Regions from separate parts of the Lactuca sativa genome. Here region 1 is linked to region 2. A link is a contact called in public Hi-C data. All regions are on one chromosome and are shown on one strand. The core of a region is the stretch at or near the end of the contact, and the rest is flanking DNA. Distances in the headings are between cores, read along the strand shown.

The links. A called contact is a pair of places that touch in the nucleus more often than the background predicts.
Region 1: a Hi-C map of bud shows a contact between it and region 2, with 7 times the contacts expected there. The contact joins the promoter of LOC111891560 here to the promoter of LOC111895519 in region 2. A contact is called at or near these places in 4 of 4 Hi-C or Micro-C datasets (bud, leaf and seed).

What each region holds. Positions count from the first base shown.
Region 1 is chr5:358,189,519-358,195,554 of Lsat_Salinas_v11, reverse strand. LOC111891560 (thioredoxin-like fold domain-containing protein MRL7, chloroplastic) reads right to left here and starts at 4,363. Exons shown (of 4, transcript XM_023887612.2): 1 at 3,600-4,363; 2 at 3,331-3,415; 3 at 2,885-2,996; 4 at 2,573-2,778. The coding sequence starts at 4,321. The coding sequence ends at 2,684. It overlaps LOC111891545 (long-chain-alcohol oxidase FAO2), which reads left to right. Exons shown (of 3, transcript XM_023887592.3): 3 at 1-1,261. The coding sequence ends at 1,140.
Region 2 is chr5:357,993,481-357,999,119 of Lsat_Salinas_v11, reverse strand. LOC111895519 (protein NPGR2) reads left to right here and starts at 3,414. Exons shown (of 6, transcript XM_023891608.3): 1 at 3,414-3,660; 2 at 4,122-4,324; 3 at 4,455-4,707; 4 at 4,816-5,639. The coding sequence starts at 4,172.

The DNA.
Region 1 (6,036 bases), core at 3,114-5,613, 200 kb before region 2:
AACAAAATGCTCCGGCGAGGGTGCGAGAATCTCGGCTTGACCGTGGAGGCGATACCGCAAAACTCATCGGAAAATCATTATTGTGGTTTGTGTGGTTACGGGTGTAAAACGGGTGACAAAAAAGGCACCGACTCAACTTGGCTAGTCGACGCGGTGGAAAACCGTGCGGTGATCTTCACCGGTTGCAAAGCAGAAAGGATCGTAATAGATGACCGGAAAAGATGTCGAGGCGTGATCGCCACCGCCGAAAGTAGCACCATCACTCGAAAACTCCGGTTCGAGTCACGGGTCACGATTGCCGCCGGCGGTTCCCTCTCGACACCGCCGTTGTTGGTTTCAAGCGGGCTAACGAACCGCCACATAGGACGGAACCTACACCTACATCCTGTGTTACTAGCATGGGGACACTTCCCGTCAGCTTCAGGAGTTGAAACTGACGGGAAGTGTTATGAGGGAGGTATCATTACCTCCCTTCATAAAGTCAGAGAACCATCATCAGATGTTAACGAAAACGTTAACGTCCGGGCGATTATAGAAGTCGCCTCATTGGGACCGGCGACATTCGCGTCTATGTTTCCGTGGGTATCGGGGGCGGATATGAAGGACAACTTGGTAAAATACTCGAGAATTGTGAAACTTTTTTCATTAGTGAGAGATGAAAGTTGCGGTGAGGTTAGGGAAGTGGGGAAGATCAAGTACCGATTCAACGAGACAGATAAAGAGAATCTAAGAATCGGTTTACGACAAGCGTTGAGGATTCTTGTTTCCGCGGGTGCGGAAGAAGTTGGAACATTCCGGAACGACGGGCAACGGATGAAAACCAGAGGAATTAAGGATTCGGATTTGGAGGAGTTTCTTGATGATGTGTCGGCTGTTGGAGGGCCGAAATCAAGAGGTGTGAATTGGACTACATATGGGTCAGCCCATCAGATGGGGAGTTGTAGAATGGGTTGCAATGAAGAAGAAGGTGGTGTGGATGTGAATGGAGAAACTTGGGAAGCAAAAGGGTTGTTTGTTTGTGACGCCAGTGTACTACCGACAGCTGTCGGAGTAAATCCGATGGTTACTATTGAATCGACTGCTTATTGCATATCTAAGAAAATAGCTCAGGCAATGGAGAAAGGGATGTATTCCGATTAATTTTGGAAAATGAAGGTTTGTGAGTTTTTAATCAATTAATTGTATTTGTATTTATGAGATTATATTATATTTGTTACATAAATAAAGTTTTCAATAAAGAATCATTACAAATAGCACATAATCAGGTGAATATAAGATGTTACGCTTCTGTTTTAGTTTGTTTCGTTGATCGAAAAACCTAAAAGTTTATATGGTTGTAAAAAAAAACGTTCTGTATCGACCCGTCATAAAGATAATTTTGTTTCATATAGTTGGATCAATGTGTTGTATACCACGACATCATAATACAACACATGTTGGGAATGATGAAAACTGATTTTCTAAAATTTGGAATATAACCATGTTACTTAAAGGGGCGTTTGGATGTATAATTTAAAATTTGAATTATAATAAAATATGTTACACAAGATAATATTAAGATATGCGTCTGTCACTCGAAGTAGTAATAAACTAATAACTAATAACCTACTAGGGGTGATACACCCCTCGACGCATAAAGTTTTCCATGCAGAAATATTAGAAGAAATGGGGTTTCAGTCTCCAAAAAACAAAAGAAAAATGTAAAAGAAAACATACAAAATATATATATATATATATATATATATATATATATATATATATATATATATATATATATATATATATATATATATATATATATATATATATATATATATATATATATATATAAACTCCCTAAAAACCAACGTGTGAAAAACAGATATAAAAGAAAGTGTCCAACTGAACAAACTAGTTTTCAAAAACATAATTATTAAAAAAAAGAAAAAAAAACGAATTCCTAAAAGATCACATTTGTTAAAAAAGATGTAACCGGTCTTGTAAAAGAAGTTAAAAAAAAACTAGGTTCTTAGAAAAAAGTTGTAAGAGAAGTTTATATCAATTTGTAAAATATACTTAAAATTGGGCCAAATTTATAAATTATAATAAGGAAAAACTGTAGGGAAATTTATAAAAATGTTTCGTACCGAATTTGTAAAGCAAATTAAAATCTGGACCAAAGTTGTATATAATGAAAGCTTGAGGGGGGAAAGGGGCATAGCTACATATCTACAAAAATAATAAAAAAGCAAGAGGGGGGAGATTTGAACCCTAGTCTCTTCCATGACGCAAACGATCAGACTACACATTAATTACATCCAGGTTTCCTAAAATAAAGTTTAAACAATCTCCGAATTATTTATTATTATTATTATTTTTTTAATAAAGCTATTGGTGTGAATAAATAATAATAAAGCTATTGGTGTGAATATATATTATAAACTTTAATAATTCAGGAATTTGTGTATCAGTCTTTATCAAAACTGAGATGTAACTAATTATTTAACCCTCATTGATCATATAGCCACAACTACACTTTATCCCAACCTAAGATCGCACAATCATGAAATATCCAAATACCTAATTAACACCCTTTAAATACTAATTAATTGATTATATAGATGATACTTTATATTTCAAAATAATTTGATTTTCACTTTGAATTGAAACCATGAATAAATAATTAGATTGAAACTTATGATCATCAGTACAATTTTGCATCTTTCATCCATGAAGGTCTTCTCGCTTTGTAGTAAAAATGTGCTATCATCTGCACCAACTCATCCGCTGTTCGAATCTCTGCAATTCACAATTCAAACCAACCCAATAAATCAGATTCAGATAATCAAAATCGTTACTTTTGTTTTTACTTATTTAACCAAAAACAACTAAAAAACTGTCTTACGTGGTTCCCTGTAAATAATTCTGTTTCCACGTAAAAACAATAATTGTGGGCATTCCCGAATCTTGAGTGCATACGCAAGATCCGTCTCAATGTTCATATCAAGCTTCACTGTCTGCATTTCCAACCCAATAAAGTTATAACTAACCAAATTTAAATAACACAGGTGACAATTTCAACACATTTATCTATAAATACGTTGATTTGTAACAAGTCAAATGAGAAAACTTTAAAAAAATACTAGTTAAGAAGGAAACGACATGCAAACAACCTCCTAACTAAATCATTTTGTTTCAGAAAATCCAATCATCATTGTAACAATATTAGGATGTGCTTGATAAATGTTTTTTTTTGTGTATAGCAGATTATAGTCATATTTGACACATTAGTTATTTATAAAATCCAAATAAATGTTTTTTTTTTTTTTTTTTTTTTTTGTGTATTTTTACCCTAGGTGGAAGGCGATCTTTTGCGTTCCAGTACACCTTAGCAGCCTTCTCTAACTCCTTTAAGGCCCTCCAATTTTCACTTGCCCTGTAAAAGTAAAAATAAAACCCACAAATTAGGATTAATACAACTTGTTAATTAACTATCCATAACTTCTCAATTTCGAAGGTGTCATCAGAATCAGATAATCAGGTTATTAATAGATGTAGGATGATTAGCTAATTATATATTTATGTCAATAAGTAATCAGTTTGCAGATAATGTTAATTACCGATTATATCTTTCGAAGACAAGTACGATTAAGGGACTAGGATGGAAAGCAAAACTCTCCCATTCCAAACAATTGATCTCCTTAACTACTATATTATCATCCAATTCACCTTCCCAATCAATCTCAACCCCATCTTCTCCGATCACATTCTTGATCGGATGCTTTTCGAAATACTCCGATGCCCTAATTCCCCACCCCACTTCAGCATCCAGTGGCCAATTTGGATCCTCTTCCTCCACCACCATTCCCTTCTTCTTCTTTTCCTTCTCCTTCTTATCACCATTATCATCATCGTCGTCGTCTTCTTCATCAGTAATCCTTTCCCGAATTACATTCTCTTTACCTTCCAGAACCTCCGAATTCTGCTCGCGAATCGCTGCAAACGTTTCCTCTAATGAACTCCGCATGAAATCTTCCACGGCAGCCGCTTCGCTTCGCCTACCGCGTCTGGGTTTTCTAGGAATCGTTGTGGGGAAGGGTTTTTCTTCTTCGTTTTTTGGATTTTCGGTGTTTGCAGTCGCTGGTTTTCTTCTAGGTTTGGGGTTTTTTCTGGGTTTTCTATCATCTTCAAAGCTTACATCCGAATCTTTAGAAACTGCAGATAGAATTCGATGCTTGCGAATGAAATTGATATTTGAGATAGACGCAGGGTAACGAATCGTCTTGGTGTGTGTGAACAGAGGGAGGAGTGAGTGAAAAGTGAGGTAAGGGTTTAAGGCCATTGTTAGGGTTCAAAGAAAGAGTGACAAAATTCGAGATTCGTTTGACTTGTAGCAAAATTTCTATAAAAGACTTTTTTTTTTTTTTTTTTCCAGATAAATAAATATTTTATATTTAACAATATTAATTTAAAATCATCACAACTAGTCAACTAGTCATTAGTATTTTTTTCTCTGGAATTTGGATACTCGTAAATCATACAAGAATATTGTTTTTCCCCATCGATCAAAACTTATTTTTTCATAACGTCTTTGTAAATATCACATTAAAAAGCGGTTTGAAGATTAGTGCACCATATGGATTGGATAACCAGTTTTTCATATGTCGAATTTCTTTCTTTTGTTTTCTTAAGTCATGATTTTTTTCTTTGACTTCTTGAATAAAATCGTTTATTTCTCTTATTGCATTGTGGACATCATCGTACTACTTTTCCACATCTGCTTCTTGAGATTGCACGATAATCTCTGACTAGATCAAATCTAAAGTTAATTTCATGCATGTCGAGAACGCAAATCTAATAGCGTAGTTTTGTTTCCATGATTCAGATCGAGTTACTGATTTTTCTAAAGTGTTTTTGAAACTATAACTTCATGAAATCAACACTAGATTTTTTGGATTTTTATTATGACTTAGCTTAATGTAATTATTGGGATGTGGGTTTGTTATTCAAAGTCCAAATCATTATATTAATACCCGTATTTCGGTGCTAGAAGTGTTAACCTTTAGTAGTAAATTTGTTAAATAAAAGGAAATAAATGATATTATTTAAATTAAATTAAATAATAGAAATAACTTTTTTAAGTAAAAATAATAATAGAATTAAATTTTCAAAGTTGATTTTGGTTAAATGGAGAAGTTAAAGAATGTAGACCAACCTACCTATTATAGAAACTTAAGCTTGACTTGGATTTAACTTGTCTTGCACCTTAATTGTTAAAAAGAAAACTAACGTATAACTTATGATGGTTGGGTTATAAATCTCAATACTTGTTGATTAAATGTGACTAATTGGATAACAAATGAGAAATTTAAAAGTTTAGGGACATATTCTGCTAAATGTCCATAGTTATGGGCATAAATCATCATATATGCCTCCTTATGTTGATTTTGAACGTTGGAGATACATTATAAGGCGAGACGGAGCCCCACGAAAGGAGTGGCATGAAGTATTTTCGCACATAGGAACACAACACCGTCCCTACGGGATAGGGATGGGGTGGGGTTGCCGTATTCTCTCTCCGGCTGTCATTCTTCCAATATTTTCCTTTTTTTTTTGTAACCGTTAAAAAACGGTAGAAATTTGATTTTTTTTTTGCTAGGTAACGTCTATAAGACCTAAAATTGTTAGTTAATTTTTATGTTTATTACTTATTTTATAAAAAAATTATAAATCTAAAAAATCAATTGTTTTATTTATAAAAAATAAAGTGAAAGTTTTTTCTCATACATACTCTGGCTTTTGGTAATGGAAAGAAAAATGAGTGAAATGATGACGTGTGTGAGAAACAATGAAAGATCAATAGATTATATATTTATGAGACGAATTAAAGACAAGAAACGACAATGATCATAAAGATGTCGAATGATTATTAATCACAGCAATAGAATAGTTCTTGAGGCGGAAATATTATGTACTTGCTTTAAAAGTCATAACCCTAAAAGTTACATGCACGCTATTTATAGAATAAACCATACATCGATTCCGAACATGGACAAG
Region 2 (5,639 bases), core at 2,165-4,664:
GACTTCGTGCCAATTCCTTAGGTAAATCCTTAGGAATGAATGAATGAAGGATAGTTGGTTCTTAGGTTAAAACCTTAAGAAATAAAGAAGATAATGGGGATGGGTAATTGGGTTGATTATTTGATGATTAAATATAATAATTATATTATTGTAGGTTGAAAACCCTATATGCTCACCAGGCTCCCAAGCCTGACCCACTCAGTTTTCTTTGCATTACAGGTAATGACACAAGGATATAAGTTGGTGGACTTGACGAGAGATTTTGGATTATAGATCAGTAGTTATAAATAATTGTTGTAAGGTCTATTTTATATTGTTTATGCTTTTGGTCTGTATCGGAACATGACATCCCGAGATTTTGTTATTTAATGAAAATACATTTCTTTAAGAAATGCTTTGATAAATTTTGTTTTATCATATTTTATTTTGGGAACAAATTTCGCAACTCTTTTAATCAAAGGATTAGTCCGATTTTATAAAACAAAGCATAAACAAATTGGTCTTTTCTGACCGTGAAATTGGGGATGTCACAAAGGCCCGATGTCAGGTGAGGCCTGATGAGTATATGGTATGCTAGTTATCAGTATGTGTTTTATGCTACCGGGCAAGGCCCGATGCCGGGCGGGGATCGATGACTGTATGGTATGCTATTGTCTTTGTGATTATCGTAACATGTGTTAGTATGGTTATATGTTTATATGATTATATGTATCGGGAGATTCCCGATGTCAGGCGGGGCCTGGTGATTGACAGATCTGTAAACCGAGCAGGACTCGATGCCGGGTGGGGCCCGAAGCCGAGTGAGAATCGATGGAGGGCGGGACCCCGTATATGGTTTAGTATGTGGTATTTTGGGGAACTCACTAAGCTTCGTGCTTACGGTTTCAGTTTATGTTTCAGGTACTTCAGTTTTCAATTGGAAGAGCTCGTTATGATTGTTGAATACACACCACATGTTTCCGTATTCTGTGATTTACTCTGATAATGATGATATATTAATGAAGCTTTGACTACCTTGGTTCATGAAAATGAGATGATGTACAATTTTAGTAATTTTAAAAATGAAAAGTTTTTGGGTCTTATTTTTAGGACGTTACAAATCCTGAAATCTGGGGTTTAGAACCCCAACCGCGACTATGCAACTTGCCACGTCGTGGTGCCTCATTAATGTGCATCCAATAAGTTGAAAATGCCACGTCGTGGCCCCTCCACCACTATGTCGTGGCCAAGCTAAAACTTTACAAAATTAGACTAAATGATTCAAACTTGAAAGAAGCTTCCCTGGAAAGCAGATGTTACAATTTTTTCATAATTAAATGACCTCACTTAAGACTATAATTAGACCAACTGAAAATGTAAATGTGTAGGTTACATTGTACGTAATTTTGATCTGCATTTGATTTATGCAATTAAATGTATAGGTATAGTGACCATTATGGTTCAGTCTTCCTTTAAAACTATGATCAAAGTCACATTAGTTTGATATTTATGCATAAAATGGATCATATTGTTTTAAAGAAAATAAAAATGAAAATAATAGCTGTACACCTAAAGATTATATAATAAAGTTTCAAAAATTTAATACACAAAAAGAATTGTTAAAATTTATAACAATAAAGGTTAAATATTAGAAATTAACAATAATAATGTGAGCAATATATGCTTTGTAAGTTAAATAAGGTTATTAATTATTGGGTTTAAGTTATTTTTAGTCAATGCATTTTTATGGATGTTTTATTTTGGTCATTATATTTTGTTTAAGTTATCATTAGTCATTGAACTTGTTTATTTTGGTCACTCTAACCGGTGATAGCAAATATATAACATAGAACGACGTTGTCAAAGTTATAATTAGTCATTGAACTTTTATGAGTGTTTTATTTTAGTCATTATATTTTGTTTAAACTACCATTGATCACTGAATTTGTTTATTTTTTCATTTTAGTCACTTTATTTTTTTATTATCATTTATAATTTTTTTTTAAAAAAAACTACTATTTTTTTCATTTTCTCCACAACTAAACTTGTTACATCAACTATTTAGAGTAAACTAAACTATTTAGAGTAAACTATATGAATAATCCTTGTGATTTAGGGTAGGGTGCACATTTAGTCATTAACTTTTTTTTAACTCGAACACTCCCAATGATTTAAAAAAAAGACTATTTTGCCATTATCCACCCCATCGCTCTTGTCACTCGTAGAAATGCACCCAGTCATCATCGATAACTAGTTTTACATTAGGTGACCCTATGGAAAGTCTTCTTATCGGGTGGTCCAAACCAAGAAATATCTTAGTACATACGAATTAATTGAAAACACTAACAAGTCTACTTCTTCTTCCGAAAGCCCGAATCAAGAGACTAGATCATCCTTCAACGCAAAAAGGCTATGTTTTGTATGTAGCATTTGAAAACATTAAACATGCATGCTACCCTCAATCACAAAGATTATTCATATAATTTACTCTAAAATAATTGATGTAACAAGTTTAGTTATGGAGAAATGGAAAAAATTATAGCTTTTTAATTTTTTTTTACATATGATAATAAAAAATAGAGTGACTAAAATGAAAAAAATAAAAAAGTTCAGTGACTAATGATAATTTAAACAAAGTATAATGATTAAAATAAAACACCAAGAAAAGTTCAATGACTAATTATAAAGTTGACAAGACAAAAATAATAAAAAAAATAAACAATTTCAATGATTAATGATAACTTAAACAAAATATAATGACCAAAATAAAATATTCAGGAAAATTTAGTGACTAAAAATGACCTAAATTTTTAATTATTAAATTAAAAGTAACAAATATGACATTATTATAGTTTAATGGGCAATCTAATACTTTGAGTATAATTGTGGTTGTTTCCCTGATGATGCACAAAACATTTTCTATACAATCTTAAAACCATTATCAAAATTTGTTTATAGACTTACCAGTTTTCTTCTTAATTTTATTTCTTTTGATTTTTTAGTTGTGTTATCAGTTATAAAAGACAACCAAAATAACTCTATTATTATTTTCAGAATGATTCTTATTTTCAAGATAAACACTACCTAAATCTTTATTTTCAAAAAGGCTCTTATTTTATATGCTTGAAAATATGTAATTTGATTTGGTTTTAGTTATTTTAGTTCTTACGGAATGAAAAGTAACATGTGTATTTAGCACCGACTTTTCAAATTAATAATTGTATAATTAGGCTTTTCTTTTAATTTTTTTTTTATTTTAATATGCTAAATGATATCGCTAAGAATCATAAAATGTAACAAAAATATAATACAAGAAATTTAGCCCTGAATATATTAAGTTAAAAATTCAAAAGGAAACATGGAACAGAGAGACACGGCCACATCTAACTTCTTTGTGACAGGTAATCCCTTCAATGCTTAAATTCTTTATGACGCCATCTACTTACTACACATGGGAAAACAAAATTCGAATAATCTCCCATATGGTACAACTTTAACTTCTTTTAAACTTCGGTTTCATCAACTCAAGAAACCCAAATACTTACCACTGTTTCATACTGTTCTTCCATAAAGATGGAAAAGCTTCAAACTTTACTTGATTCTGTGTCGATCAAACACTTTTGACTGGAACAGAAGTTGGGTTCGGATGTTTCTCCTCAATTTCAGTCGCCATAAAGAAAGGTAGTTTCTCTCTTATAACTGAATCTCTCCTGGGTGAATGAATCGCAATTTGGGTTTTCCTGATTCATCATGAATTGTATCTTTGATTCTGAGGGCTTTTAAGTTGTTTTGAGCATGGATTTTGGTTTCTAGGGTTTGAATTTGCTGGCCCATCGTCAATTATATATTTAATTTGAGTTTTATGAGCTGTTAAATACGAGTTTTGGTAATTCATCTACTATCTTTGATTTTGGCGTTTTCCTGGTTGTTTTGATCAGGGTTTTTAGTCTCTAGGGTTTGAAGTTAGTCGTGCGTCCTGAATTTCGAATCTCTGATTAGTTTTTCCTAACTGTTCTTTATTAGGGTTTGAATTGGGCAGATTTAGTGTTTATTTTTTGGACGAATACTGAATTGAGTTTATTTTTTTGCATAAAACAAGATTTGGAATCGCAAGCAATTGTGTTAACAACTCAATCTTGCAGATTATTTGCGATAATTTCAAACTTGGTGCTGAATTAAGCTAGCAAGAGTGATGATATCTTCATCAGAATCATTAGCTGTGGAGGATTGTTCCTCTGGTGCTTATTCTTCTCAAGCCACTGGTGAAAACGATAGGAGGCCAGATACGGGTAATATTGAAGAAGCCGAATCATCTCTTCGTGAAAATGGTTCCTTAAATTTTGAGGTTGTTTCTCTAAACTTTTTACATTTTTTCTTATTTCCTGGTTTGAATTGAACCCATAGAACAAGTTTTAATCTTTCTTTTGGTTAAGAAAGTCTATTAGAATTGGTAATTGAATGTTATTGTAAAATAGGAAGCAAGAGCGTTGTTAGGGAGATATGAATATCAAAAGGGAAACATAGAAGCTGCTCTTCATGTGTTTGAAGGGATAGATATAGCAACAGTAACTCCAAAGATGAAGATTAGTCTTTCCCAAAGAGGCGAACCTCGTAGAAGAGTTTCTCATAATTATGGGGATCCACCATTGTCTATACATGCTGTTGGTTTACTCCTTGAAGCAATTTATTTGAAGTCAAAATCATTGCAAATTCTTCAGAGGTATAAAGGTACTCTTCTTGTTCTATATATTCTACTTATGATCATCATTTAGGCTCAAATGTTGAAATAACATCAATCATAGAGGATCATATGTCTTGATTTTCTACTCTTTGCAGAAGCTGCTCAATCATGCAAAGTAATTCTTGACATTATCGAATCATCATTACCCGAAGGGTTGCCTGAAAACTTAGGTGCTGATTGTAAATTACATGAAACCCTAAACCACGCAATCGAGTTGCTTCCTGAGTTATGGAAACTCGAGGGTTCACCCCAAGAAGCAGTTTTGTCATTCAGAAGGGCCCTACTTCATCATCAAAGTTTGAATCTAGAAACAACTGCAAAAATTCAAAAAGATTTTGCTGTTTTTCTTCTTTACAATGGAGGCGAAGAAGCCATCCCTCCTAATCTAAGATCCCAAATGGACACCTCATTTGTACCTAGAAACAACATCGAAGAAGCAATCTTAATTCTAATGATTCTTCTAAGAAAAGTTTCATTAAAAATGATCAAATGGGACCCGTCTGTTTTATATCATCTTTCATACGCGTTATCAATCTCGGGTGGACTCGGGGCTTTGTTTTCACAGATCGAAGAACTTCCTCCGGGTGTTCTTGATAAAAAAGAAAGGTGTCTTCTTTTGGCTCTATGTTACCATGGACAAGGTGACGATTTGTCTGCTTTAAATTTATTGAAAAGTATATATAAACAAGAGGATCCACATTGCGGGTTGGCTTTACTCTTGGCTTCGAAAATTTGTGGTGAAAACTCGGATTCAATCGAAGGTGTGAGTTGTGCTAAAAGGGCGATTCAAGTATTTGAAACGAGATGTGATGAGATGGTTGGAGTCGCGTATTGCTTCTTGGGAATTAGTCTTTCCAATGATTGTAGATTTGCGATTAGTGATTTTGAAAGGGCGGAGAAGCAATCGGAGGTGATTCGG